Linked DNA regions of Mus musculus: regions 1, 2 and 4 are each linked to region 3. A link is a contact called in public Hi-C and HiChIP or PLAC-seq data. All regions are on one chromosome and are shown on one strand. Each heading gives the region's core, a stretch centred on a gene start, on an enhancer-like site or on the middle of the called end of the contact. The rest is flanking DNA. Distances are from core to core; before and after follow the strand shown.

What was found. Hi-C and Micro-C count contacts between places; a contact is called where the count stands out from the background. HiChIP or PLAC-seq counts read pairs in DNA pulled down with a chosen protein or histone mark.
Region 1: a contact with region 3 is called in an H3K4me3 HiChIP or PLAC-seq map of bone marrow-derived macrophages, with 6 times the contacts expected there. The contact joins the promoter of Zfp709 here to the enhancer-like site in region 3. A contact is called at or near these places in 2 of 15 datasets of contacts at CTCF or cohesin (large pre-B cells and pro-B cells), 1 of 484 Hi-C or Micro-C datasets (nephron progenitors), 4 of 115 datasets of contacts at active chromatin or transcription factors (bone marrow-derived macrophages, embryonic stem cells, forebrain and 1 more) and 1 of 9 other capture datasets (pancreatic islet).
Region 2: a contact with region 3 is called in a Hi-C map of bone marrow-derived macrophages, with 22 read pairs. The contact joins two enhancer-like sites. A contact is called at or near these places in 3 of 15 datasets of contacts at CTCF or cohesin (large pre-B cells, pro-B cells and stem cell-derived epiblast-like cells), 7 of 484 Hi-C or Micro-C datasets (the Ba/F3 cell line, Sertoli cells, bone marrow-derived macrophages and 4 more) and 5 of 115 datasets of contacts at active chromatin or transcription factors (embryonic stem cells and stem cell-derived neural progenitor cells).
Region 4: an H3K4me3 HiChIP or PLAC-seq map of bone marrow-derived macrophages shows a contact between it and region 3, with 3 times the contacts expected there. The contact joins the promoter of Zfp961 here to the enhancer-like site in region 3. A contact is called at or near these places in 1 of 15 datasets of contacts at CTCF or cohesin (pro-B cells) and 8 of 115 datasets of contacts at active chromatin or transcription factors (the 230-238 cell line, bone marrow-derived macrophages, embryonic stem cells and 3 more).

What each region holds. Positions count from the first base shown.
Region 1 is chr8:71,880,778-71,883,664 of GRCm38.p6, reverse strand. It overlaps Zfp709 (zinc finger protein 709), which reads right to left and starts at 1,597. Exons shown (of 4, transcript NM_145624.4): 1 at 1,457-1,597. The coding sequence starts at 1,459.
Region 2 is chr8:71,987,254-71,989,986 of GRCm38.p6, reverse strand. It overlaps Cyp4f18 (cytochrome P450, family 4, subfamily f, polypeptide 18), which reads left to right. Exons shown (of 13, transcript NM_024444.2): 10 at 1-126; 11 at 216-280; 12 at 845-927; 13 at 1,250-1,505. The coding sequence ends at 1,427. Among named protein-coding and RNA genes, the nearest start is that of Gm51535, 16 kb to the left of the region's middle. Within about 2 kb of position 1,361, at least 152 of the 459 cell types and tissues checked have an H3K27ac peak or open chromatin away from gene starts, as enhancers often do. A contact at or near this core is called in bone marrow-derived macrophages, where this site is marked.
Region 3 is chr8:71,745,908-71,748,660 of GRCm38.p6, reverse strand. No RefSeq gene overlaps it. Among named protein-coding and RNA genes, the nearest start is that of Gm35572, 8.9 kb to the left of the region's middle. Within about 2 kb of position 1,465, at least 27 of the 459 cell types and tissues checked have an H3K27ac peak or open chromatin away from gene starts, as enhancers often do. A contact at or near this core is called in bone marrow-derived macrophages, where this site is marked.
Region 4 is chr8:71,949,621-71,952,320 of GRCm38.p6, reverse strand. Zfp961 (zinc finger protein 961) reads right to left here and starts at 1,255. Exons shown (of 4, transcript NM_001164581.1): 1 at 1,161-1,255. The coding sequence starts at 1,226.

The DNA.
Region 1 (2,887 bases), core at 348-2,847, 130 kb before region 3:
AACTCCACTATGTTTCAAGTTGACACACCTACAGTTCTAGGGAATGCTCTTTTCTGACCTTCACAGGCATCAGACATGCATGGTATGTATACTTATATGCAGACTATACACTCATATGTGTGTGTATGTGTATCTTAAAAAAGCATACTAGTGGAATTAAAGACACAGATTAACACTAATCCAGTATTAGGTCATTTTAATACCTGTGTCCAATAGACAGGTTATCTGGATAAGAACTAGAGAAACATCAATATTCCACCAAAATATGAAAGAATATACATTCTACTGAGCAGTTCATGGAGGCTTCTCAAAAACAGATCATATCTTGGGACATAAAACAAAGCTTAACAAATTCTGAAAGGCTGAAATAACTTATGGGTCTTACCTGTCCACTGTGCAATGGAACTTAAAAATAACTGCAAACAAGTCTCTAGTAAGCATGCAAACTCACAGAAATTAAACAACTTAGTACTGAATGATGAATGGGCTAAAGAGGAAATAAAGAAAGAAACCAAAATTCCTGGAACAATATCAAAATGAAAAAAACAACAAAACCTTCAGGAACACATAAAAACAGAGTCCTATATGAAAGGAGTCTATAGCTTTAAGCGCATACATTAGAAAACCAGGAAGCCTGATTCCCTCACAGTTCACAAAGGAACCCAAAGACAGGCCAAACTGTCCATAAGCTTAGAGACCATCTTAGTACATAGGCACAGCTCATAAAATATATTACTACAGAAACTGAGTAGAGGAACTCTTAGTGGACAAGACATTTCACTTGGGGATCTCCACATACCTTATTTTCCTTCTTTCCATTTCCCCTTTGATACATAGCACCGACTACAGGCCATCTCTAACTAACTCAACTAACTAAAGGCCCACTTTTGCTTCAAAACAATAACCTCATCAGTAAAAACAAAATCCTTACCAAGCAATGTTTCCTTAAGTTTCTCTCCTTTTTTTCCAGTACCCCGGAGATGCTAGCACATCTTATATTTGGGGCTTCCCCTCTATTGCAATTCTCCTTTGAAATAGAATTTGCCCTTCATTCCACTTTAGATCAATGCCCACATCATTTCTAGGACAAAACATTTGTTATTTCTCTCGCCCCAACTACTTGTGTAGTTTTAATGAGTTTGTCAAACGGTAAATATCTAAACATTTAGGGACGTTTAGGCCTAAGAAGTACTGGGATGGGGTGGGGAAAGCAAATTCATGGATTTTTGATGTTGTTTCTAAAGACCATCAGAGGTTCTCAGGAACGTGAGTAGTAGTGGATCCCTGGCCCAGAGCCTGGAGCCCCTCGGCTCTCTGCACCGCGCACTCAGGAGTCCCAGGTGCAGACCTGCAGAGGCGAAGGTGAAGAAGACGCCGGGGTCCCGCCACCCTAGGAGCAGGGGGTCGAGGGCTTCCCAGCAGGCCTGCCTATCCGCCTCGCTCACCCAGGGCTCACCATGTCTGCTCCCAGGGCCTCCAGCGGCCCCGCGGCGGTTCCTGGGCTCGCCCGTCTCCGGGCCACGGAGGATCGATCAGTCACCTCGGGTTCTCAGCTGACCGGACAGCACCGCGCCGGAAGGGAGCGGGCGGCAGAGGCACTTCCGCCTTGTCCGCAGGAGCTTCTGAAGGGTCAGCAGACGCACGCGCTGTCCCGCGCATCCTTGCGGCTCTCAAAACTGTTCCTGCTAAAGTGTCACATGGCTAGGGAGGTTCTCTTGAGCTCGTACAGCTCTGCGGGTGTGACAGCACCCGAAAATGAGAGGGCAGGGGAGGGACTTCCGCTACGCCCGCCGGTCCCCAGGTTCTGACAGCTCTCGGTCCACCCAAGGCCTTCACCAAGGCTCCCGGGGTTGGCGACCCCTACTACCTCAGCTGCCACGACAATGCAATCCTGCGACAATCCTGGCTCACGGAAAAAGGATGGTGGAAGAGGAACTTCCGCTCTGCTCTCCGACTGTCTTCATTGGACAGTTCATACCGCTTTCTGCCTTTTGATGAGTGTTCAGCTAGTGAGGAACAGAATAAGCGAGTCCCTACCGGACTGAGGAGAACCAAAACGACATATTCCAACCATAACCCTTTCTAGCTAGGTTTCTTTTCTTGTTGAAGACCAGCCCAGATTGGTAGATAAATTCCATTAAAGCAGAAATCTCCTGGCTTTCCTGAGAGAGAATCCGTTTCTACCTGTCCTCTATAGATCTTTCTGGTTGCCGATTTCTGGAGAAATGTCTCACAGAGTGTCTCACAGAGACAGCCCTTTACCTCAGAGAACAAATGTATTTTCCGGAGAAGCAGAAAGTGTCTACCACCTGCTCGAGACCTCCATTCAGGCAAAGCCAGGACACACACACACACACACACACACACACACACACACACACACACACGTTGCTGCAGAAAATTTTTAGGCTGAATCAGTATGAAGCAAGACTAAAGTTTAAAACGATTTTTAGTATAAATTAAACAGTAGCATTACGAAAGGTGTAATGGGCCTGGAGAGATGGTTCAGCGATTAAGAGCACTGGCTGATCTTCCAGAGAGCCTGGATTCATTTCCCAGCTCACACAGAATGTATCAAGCCCGGTTCCAGGAGCTCTTAACATCTACCTTCTTACCTCTGCTAGAGAAGGCAGGTATGTGGTACACAGACATATATGCAGGCAAAATACTCCTAAGTATAATATAAGAAATGTGGCTTCCTATATTAGGGTTCTCTAGACTCACAGAACTTATGGATTGTCTCTATATTTTAAGGGAATTTATTGTAATGTCTTACAGTTGGTAGTCTAACTAACCCAACAATGGGCAGCTGGGAATGGGAAGTCCAAGGCTCTATTAGTTGCTCAGTCTCACGAGGCTGGCTGTGTCAGCTGGTCTTCTGTATAGG
Region 2 (2,733 bases), core at 112-2,611, 240 kb before region 3:
TGGCCCAGCTGCCATTCCTCACCATGTGCATTAAGGAGAGCCTACGGCTGCATCCTCCCGTCACTGCAATCTCCCGATGCTGCACTCAGGACATTGTGCTCCCAGATGGTCGGGTCATCCCTAAAGGTGCCCGAAACATCAGGGAGGAGGGAAGGTTCTGGGCAGACAGTGGATCCAGGTTGCAGCAGTTCTTCATTGCTTCATTTCCCCCACAGGTGTCATAAGCCGAATAAGTATTTTCGGGACACATCACAATCCAGCTGTGTGGCCAGACCCGGAGGTGCTGTCCCTCTTAATTCTTTGTTATAGGCTGGGATTCTCAAGAGGACGGTCTTTTTGTTTGTTTGTTGGCTAAGGTCTCATGTAGCTCAGGCTGGCTTCAACTTAACCTGTAGCCAAGGATAACCATAAACTTCTGATCCTCCTGCTTCCACCCCCTCAGTGTTGGGATGAGAGGTGTGCAGAACCACGCCTGGTTTATGTGGTGCCTGGGATGGGATCCAGGGCTTTGTGCCTGCTAGGTAATTGCTCTTTCAACTTAGCTACCTCCCCAGCCCCAGTCATGGGTTTTATGAAGCAGGGTGTCAGGTATCCCAGGCTAGCCTGGAAGTCCTTACACAGGAGTTGACCCAGAACCCTTGATCCTCCTGCCTCCTGCTGCTGACAGGTTTGCAGCCATCAGTTTTATGCTGGTGCTGGGATGGAATCCAGGGTTTACGACTACTCCTCATTGCATCCCAGGAGGTAGATAAATCAACTCTGACCTTCCATGCACACTGAGGACTCTGCTCTTGGCTACGCTGGCAATTGGTTCTCACCCGCCATGATTCCATGTCCCCTGCAGGTCTATGACCCCTTCCGCTTTGATGCCGACAACGTCAAGGGCAGGTCACCCCTGGCTTTTATTCCCTTCTCGGCTGGGCCCAGGTGAGGCTAGGACTGAGGGGCAGGGGCCTCGGGCTGACTGTGAGGACGGGGGAGTTGGGGTTTTTTGGAGGTTAGCGTTTCCTCCCTACCTCCCTGCACAGAATTGTGCAAAGGTTTGGGAACCAGGGAGGGGAAGGTGAAGAGTCCTCTGTGCTCAGAATCCCGCCCTGGCCTTTTCGGCTATTGATCAAGGCTTGGCTCTGAGGATGTCTACGTCCTTGCGTGGTCCCAGAAACCTCAGACTCGGGCCAGGTTCTAGTGCTGTGTTGGTCCTGGGTAGGGTCTTGGGCACAGTCAGAGTTCCCACCCCGCCCTCCTGCAGGAACTGCATAGGACAGACTTTCGCCATGAGCGAGATGAAAGTAGCTCTGGCGCTGACTCTGCTGCGCTTCCGCGTTCTGCCGGATGACAAGGAGCCCCGCAGGAAGCCGGAGCTGATCCTGCGCGCAGAAGGCGGGCTGTGGCTGAAAGTGGAGCCGCTCAGCGCAGGCGCGCAGTGATCTCTGAGCTGGCGTGGGACTCTCCTATCCATCCACCCACCTGTGCCTTTCCAGGAATAAAATTTTCTTGTCACCTTGTCTGAGCCTCACCAAACATCCAGGTTACATGCCTCATGTGAGCCACAGGGAGCCATGAAAGGTGTTTGAGTGGTAGAGGGATTTAAGGGACATGAAAATTAATATTGTCATTCAGGAGGCAAGGTACACCTGTGAGCGATAATCTGGATAAATCAACTGAAGTGGAATGATCAGTCCTAATCCTTACTGTAGGTGGCGCCATTACTAGGTTTGGGTTCTGGGTTGAATTAAAAAAAAAAAAAAAAAAAAAAAAGACAAGAAAGCGTGGCTCAGATTAGAGGTGGCTCTTCCCACCTCAAATGTTCTAATCAAGAAAATTGCCTTAGAGATGTGCCAAACAGCTTGGGTTTTAGTTAATTACAGATGTAGTCAAATGAAAACCAAGAATGGCCACCATAGCTAGACTACTAACCCTTCCCAAACATTTCCACCAAATGTGAGAGCAAGGACATGAGCTTAGGGGTCATCCTCATTCAAATCGCCACAGTCCCTTACCTTTTGAGGATGTAGCATTACAGCAACTGGGCATGCGAATTAGTCAGGATTCTCTAAAGCCACAAAACAATGGGATGTCTCTATATATTAAGAGGATTTATTGGAATGACTTACAGTCTGTAGTCCTGAGAGGCCAAATCTTTTAAGTTTAGACTCCATTTTAGAGAACCTGACCTAAGTTTCAACTCAGGTCAACTGACAGGCTGGTACCTAGCATTAGTTTCCAAGCTGCCACCAACAAAACCCGAGCCTAGCTCCAGTCTCTAGGCTGATCCCCACAAGACCAGCGTCTCCAGGTTATTCTCCCAACAAACCTACAACCCCAGGTTACAAGCCCACTCCCTGCTCAATGATCACCAATGCAGAGGGAAGCAGAAATTAGGTTTATAATATAGTTCCCAACACCAGCCAATTGTGTTAAAGGCTACAGCAGCTTTCCAATTAGATGCTTGCACACTCCACCCCCTTGCTGCTTACTATTAAGCCTTGCCCCGATAGATATTCAAGGCTCCTCCACCACCAAAACCTTCCTGAGTGACAATGGTGCATTGGAGGGGCCTGAGCTAGCTCGAATAGAATAAAGACCCTGCTGTGATCGGCTTATGTCTGTGTTTTGGGAGTTCAACCCTTCCCTGGCACAACAGTCCAACTAACCTAACAATGGGCAGCTGTGAATGGGAAGTCTAGTTGTTGCTCAGTCCCACAAGGCTAGGTGTTTCAGCTGGTCTTCTCT
Region 3 (2,753 bases), core at 216-2,715:
TGCTGTTTTGGGCCTGTCTTTTCAGACAGATCTCACTATGAAGACCTGGGTACCCTGGAACCCATTATGTGAATCAGGCTGGCTCAATCCACAGGCCTGCCTCTACTTCTGGAGGGCCATGTTCTGGTTTAGTTGTTGTTGTAGTTTCAGACAGTCTCACACTGTGGCCTGACCAGCCAAGGTCCTGTGGTCTAGGTCCTGCCTCTGCCTCCTGAGTGCTAGGGTCCCAGTTGTACACCACAGGCCTTGGGACATTTGTTTCTTTCCATATTTTGTGTTTGCACCTGTGTCAGGATGCACAAGTGCGTATCAGAGGACAATTTGCAGGATTCCACCATGTGGATTTTGGGGATTGAACTCAGATCACTGGGTTTAGCAGTAAGCACCTCTACTTGCTGAGCCATCTCACTGGCCCCTGGAAGCTGGTTTAAATGTTAATCATTTTAATCCAGCAGATACCAGTCATTCCCACCCTCCATGAATCTCTCTAGAGAAACAAAGAGGAGGCAGGTGAACATCCCCAGCACTGTGTTTCTAAGATCCCTGAGCTAGAAACCACCACAGCAGCCATAGCTAGAGGATGGACAACTTCAACATAGCACAGGTACCAAAAGGTACCACCCTCTGATACTTAGATGGAACCACAAAACTGGAAAAACACTGGCCCCCAAACACTACACACAGACCTGACAATTCTGCTCTTCTACACCCCAAAGCTCAGGAACTCAAATCCCAGGATGGGACTGTATGCAGTGTGGCTTGCATTTAAAGGCAGAAACACACTAATGATGAATGGATAAATAAAATATAGTCCAACCACAGGGGGAACAGCCCTCAGGTACAGTAGGAATGCTGCACTAGTCCACAGCACATGGGTGAAGTTAGGAAACATGATGTGGCTATTGCTCAGCTGGCAGGGTGACTACCCAGCATGTGGAGTCCTGGGTTCCATCCCCCAAAATGTAGTCTGAAGGTGGTTGCACCTGCCACCCCAGCACTGGGGCAGTGGAAGCAGGAGGATCAGGAATGCAAGGACATCCTTGGTTACATAGGGAGTTTTGGCCAGCCTGGTCTGCATGACAAAAACAAAGAAATATCCCAGCACAGACAGTGTGTGTGTGTGTGTGTGTGTGTGTGTGTGTGTGTGTGTACCCCCACTGACAAGCAATGTCCAGAACAAGCCAGTCCACTGAGGCAGGAAGCAGAACAGAGGCTGCCAGGGGTTGGAGTGATGGGTATTCTAGGGCTATGGACAAGTTCTGGAATGGACAGCTGTGAGGGTTGCACAACACTGAACTACTGAGGAACTGTCTGCTTTCAATCATGAATTTTACACAATTTCAATAAAGTGGAAGTACTCAGGGTGTGTATTCCATTCTCTAAAACCCAGCTAGCCACACAGGAAGCTAGCTGACTGCTGGCTGCTGGCTGCTGGCTGCTGACTGTTGACTGCTGGCTGCTGGCTGCTTCTGGGTGACAAGATACAGAGGGTCAGGAGACCCATGTGCTTCTGATCTTGGTCATAGTAGCAGGCTTATACCACAACCTACAATGCCACACAAACTTCCTGTGACAGGTTCACACTTTTATATTGAGGATGGCCTGGACCACAGAGGGAGGACAACACTGCAGGTGACAGTGCCCACCGAGTCTGAAAAGAAGTGAATTTTTAGGATCACCTCTGCTTGAAGCAGAGCACCTACTCCCACAATGTGTCCTGTGAGCTCCACAGAACACTAACACTTACACACTAACAAAATGGAAAGTCGAACAAATCCCACTGATCAAAAAGTAAGAAATAGGCTTGGTAATGCATAGCAGTACTTGCGAGGCTGAGACAAGAGGATCCCTAGTTCTAGGCCAGCCTGGACAACAACTAGACAGACCCTGCTTCATTCAGCAAGGACAGGGTTGGGAGTCTGTAGGAACAGTAAGGGGTTGGGATGGGGTTCACAGCCATACTTGCCTGGCAGTTCAGGCCACTCTGAAACTCAATCATAGAAAGTTCCAGGTGGTGACACCAGAGTTCAAGAACATTTTGTGTGAGAAACACAGGGACTCAAACTGAAATTCTATGCCTTAATCAGTCTACACCTACATGCCTTAACACACCTACATGCCAGTTATTCACTGCCTGTTGGCCTTCAATCAAAGATGGCCTATAGAATCAACAGGGGGTCATGCAGATGACATCAACTAGTGATGGTGTAGATACTTAGTCTGCTGCATGATATTTGCAAAATGACAACAAAGACTAATGATGTACATTGAAAAACATCTGCCAAATGAGACCTGACTGCACACTACTTGTGGACCCACAAATGCACATGCTCGTGAGTACACACACAAACACACTTGCCCTGTGCACACAAGATCATACAAACATGCCCTCATGCAAGCTCTGCCACACATTTATACACATGAGCCTTCAGACATGCACCCTTGGGTCCATGCCCAATACCACAGAAACTTGCCCACAGCCAGGTTCAGTGAAAACTACCCCTCCTAGAGCTTGCGTTCTGGGAGGTGACTCCAGTGTGCCTGTCAACTGCAGGCGCAGGAGCCCTGGTTTGTTTGCCAACAGGCTGCCTGGAAACTGGTGGCCAGGGGTTACACTGCTGCCCACCCAGTACCTAACAGGGACTGTCTCCCATGGGAAAGTCCAGAAAGGTCTGTTGATAGGTTCTGTCTAGTCCCTGGGGCATAAGGCTAACGGGGAAAACTAACAGAGCTAGGTCAGCAAGCTCCATCCC
Region 4 (2,700 bases), core at 6-2,505, 200 kb before region 3:
TACTGGTCAGTTGGGGGTTACAGTGGGCCTCTTACCCCCACCTCTTCTGTTTGTGGTGTACCAGGAAAAGGAGAAACCTACAGTAACTGAAGGTAAATTTTTCCAAGAAGATGTGATTTTTTTTTGTTGTTGTTGGGGGACAAAAGCTCATATATATGTTGCTTTTCTCGAATCCTAGAAACACATGGTCCCACCAGGTTTGTGCCCTTCCCCCAGCCTTGAGCAGGCTAAAGCAGACCTTGTTTGCCACTGCTGGCTAGCCCAACTGGGGTAGGGTCTTCTGACCTAGGTGAAGCTGCAGCTGCAGCTTCCTGCAAGAAGCCACTACCAGCTGAGCCTGTTTTCCTGATGAGATCCTGGCAAAGTGGGGGATGGGTTTCCTCCCTTTAAAAACCAGACTCAAGAATTAAACACTGGGCCTTGCTCAGAAACTCTGTCTTTGTTTCATTCCTCTCTCGTCTGTCCTTCGCATCCAGCCCCAGCTTTCTTTTCAGGAACCCAGTTCTCCGCGGCTGCTGGTGGCTATACAGGGTTGGGAATATTCACATAGGAAATGCAATTTTATAAAAAGTAGTAAAGGAAAAAGAAAGAAGGGGCTAGTGGGATGGTTCAGCTGAAAAGGCGCTTGCTGCCAAGCCTTAGACTGGCGTTCTCCAGGTTCCACAAGGTGGAAGGAGAGACCAGACTCAGATTACTGCCCCATGGGCACCTCGATAAATAAGTGTAAATTTAAAACATCAAAAAGAACACAAGCCGGGCGTGGTGGCGCACGCCTTTAATCCCAGCACTTGGGAGGCAGAGGCAGGCGGATTTCTGAGTTCGAGGCCAGCCTGGTCTACAAAGTGAGTTCCAGGACAGCCAGGGCTACACAGAGAAACCCTGTCTCGAAAAAACAAAACAAACAAACAAAAAAAAAAAACACCCCACAAAACCAGCCCAAAGAGCAAATTAACTCCGTGGGGACCCTACATAGTCCTTTCCATTTTACCCCTGAACACAAGCATACATGATCCCCTTTTACATTGCGGTTCGGCTGCGGGCTCTGGAAAAGGGCACCAGAGTCGGTTTGCAAACTCTCGGCAAGTCCCGAGCTTCCGACTGCGCAGAGCCCGCCACTCCTCTGCCCTCCGCTCCCACCCGCGTCTCTGAGATGCACTCACCATGGTGCACTCTCGTCTTGCCTGAGCTGCGCTGTGGCGGGTGTCACTGCCGCGTACCTTGCGCATTGCTAAGCCGCCAAGGACAGCGCCGAAAATGGCGGCGCCCGGCCTCCGAGAGGCTTCCCGCTGCTGATTGGACGGCTCTGCTATGAGCGATTCCGATTGGCTTTAGAGTCCCTGATAGACAGGACCAGCGACCTATCGCCTTCAACATAGTCCGGAAACTGATGTTCAGGTCTGGGGTTCGCAGAGGCACCCCACAGCAGGCTCAGGTCTGACTGGGCTTGTGCGCCTGGCTGAAGGTGAACGAGTGAGTTAGAGTTGCGGGCTAATCCTAGACTGTTTAGTGAGAGGTTAACCTGGGCTGCAGGAGACCTTGTTTCCAAAAAGGACACAAGAAAAGCCAGATTTATTCGCGGAAAATTGGGTGTGATGACACACACAACCTGCCATCCCAGCACTGGGGAGATGGAGGGAAGAGGATTTGGAGTTCAAGGCCGGCTACTATAAAAGTTGTTGTGGGGCTAGCCAATGTAAAGCTTTCTTAATCTAAGGCCAGATGAAAGGACAAGGCCAGGGTCAGACTTGACAAGGTCCGGGTTGTGTCCAGAGAAGCGAGTAAGTCCCTCACCCCCAACCCCTTCTGTAACCCCACCCCACCCCCACAACCCAGGGCTGTGGATATCATTTCTAAGGCCACTATGTGCTTGGTCTGTGATGTATTTCAGATATCCTGTGTTCCTTTTGTGTAGCATTACTGATAAGGTTCCCTGTTCAATTGGGACTGGTAGAGGTGACTTGGAAATAATTAGAAAGTAGATAGGCAACTACAGAAGCAGAATTGCTCTTTAATCAGAATGTTGTGGGATATTAGCCAGAGAAGATTGCTTGGACATGGTTTAAGCCAATAGAATGTCTTTATTAACTGGTTGGCAACTACACTGGATGTTAAGGATCCTATTGTAGTACTGAGGGCCTTTCTCAGGGTGAGCTCTTAAACACAAAAACCATATTCCAGGTCAACATGCTTCAGTTAGCAAGATCAGTGAGCCAGAAGCAAAACTATAGAAGCCAAAAAACCAAGGTTTGTACATTTAGAGACTTTCCCAGAACTATAGGCTTTGATTGGCAGGTGGTGCTGTCTATGTGCTGAGTTTTACAGACCAAATGTCAACTCCATCATGGAGTCAGTGGTCTCCATGCTCCTAAGGTCTGGGGCTTGTTCTAAGAACATCTGAAGGGCAGCAGTCTCCCTGAGGAGTAGAGACTGCAGAGATACCACCAGGCACAGTCTTTAAAGCTATGCTTGGCCCTTTCCCCCAACCCTGTCCTGCAGATGAGACCTCCTTCCTGAGCTTCACCCCTGGCTTTAGTTTCAGGTACTGAGTCTCCTCAGGCGATCAAGTGTGATAATGACCTACTTATCGGTTGGTCTTCTCTTGGTCCTCTCTGAGTCTTGGGGGTGCCCTTGACAGATGTAACTGTGATCTCTCGCTCATCTATGGGAATGGTGTCATTCATACCCTCTCATTTCCCCTTG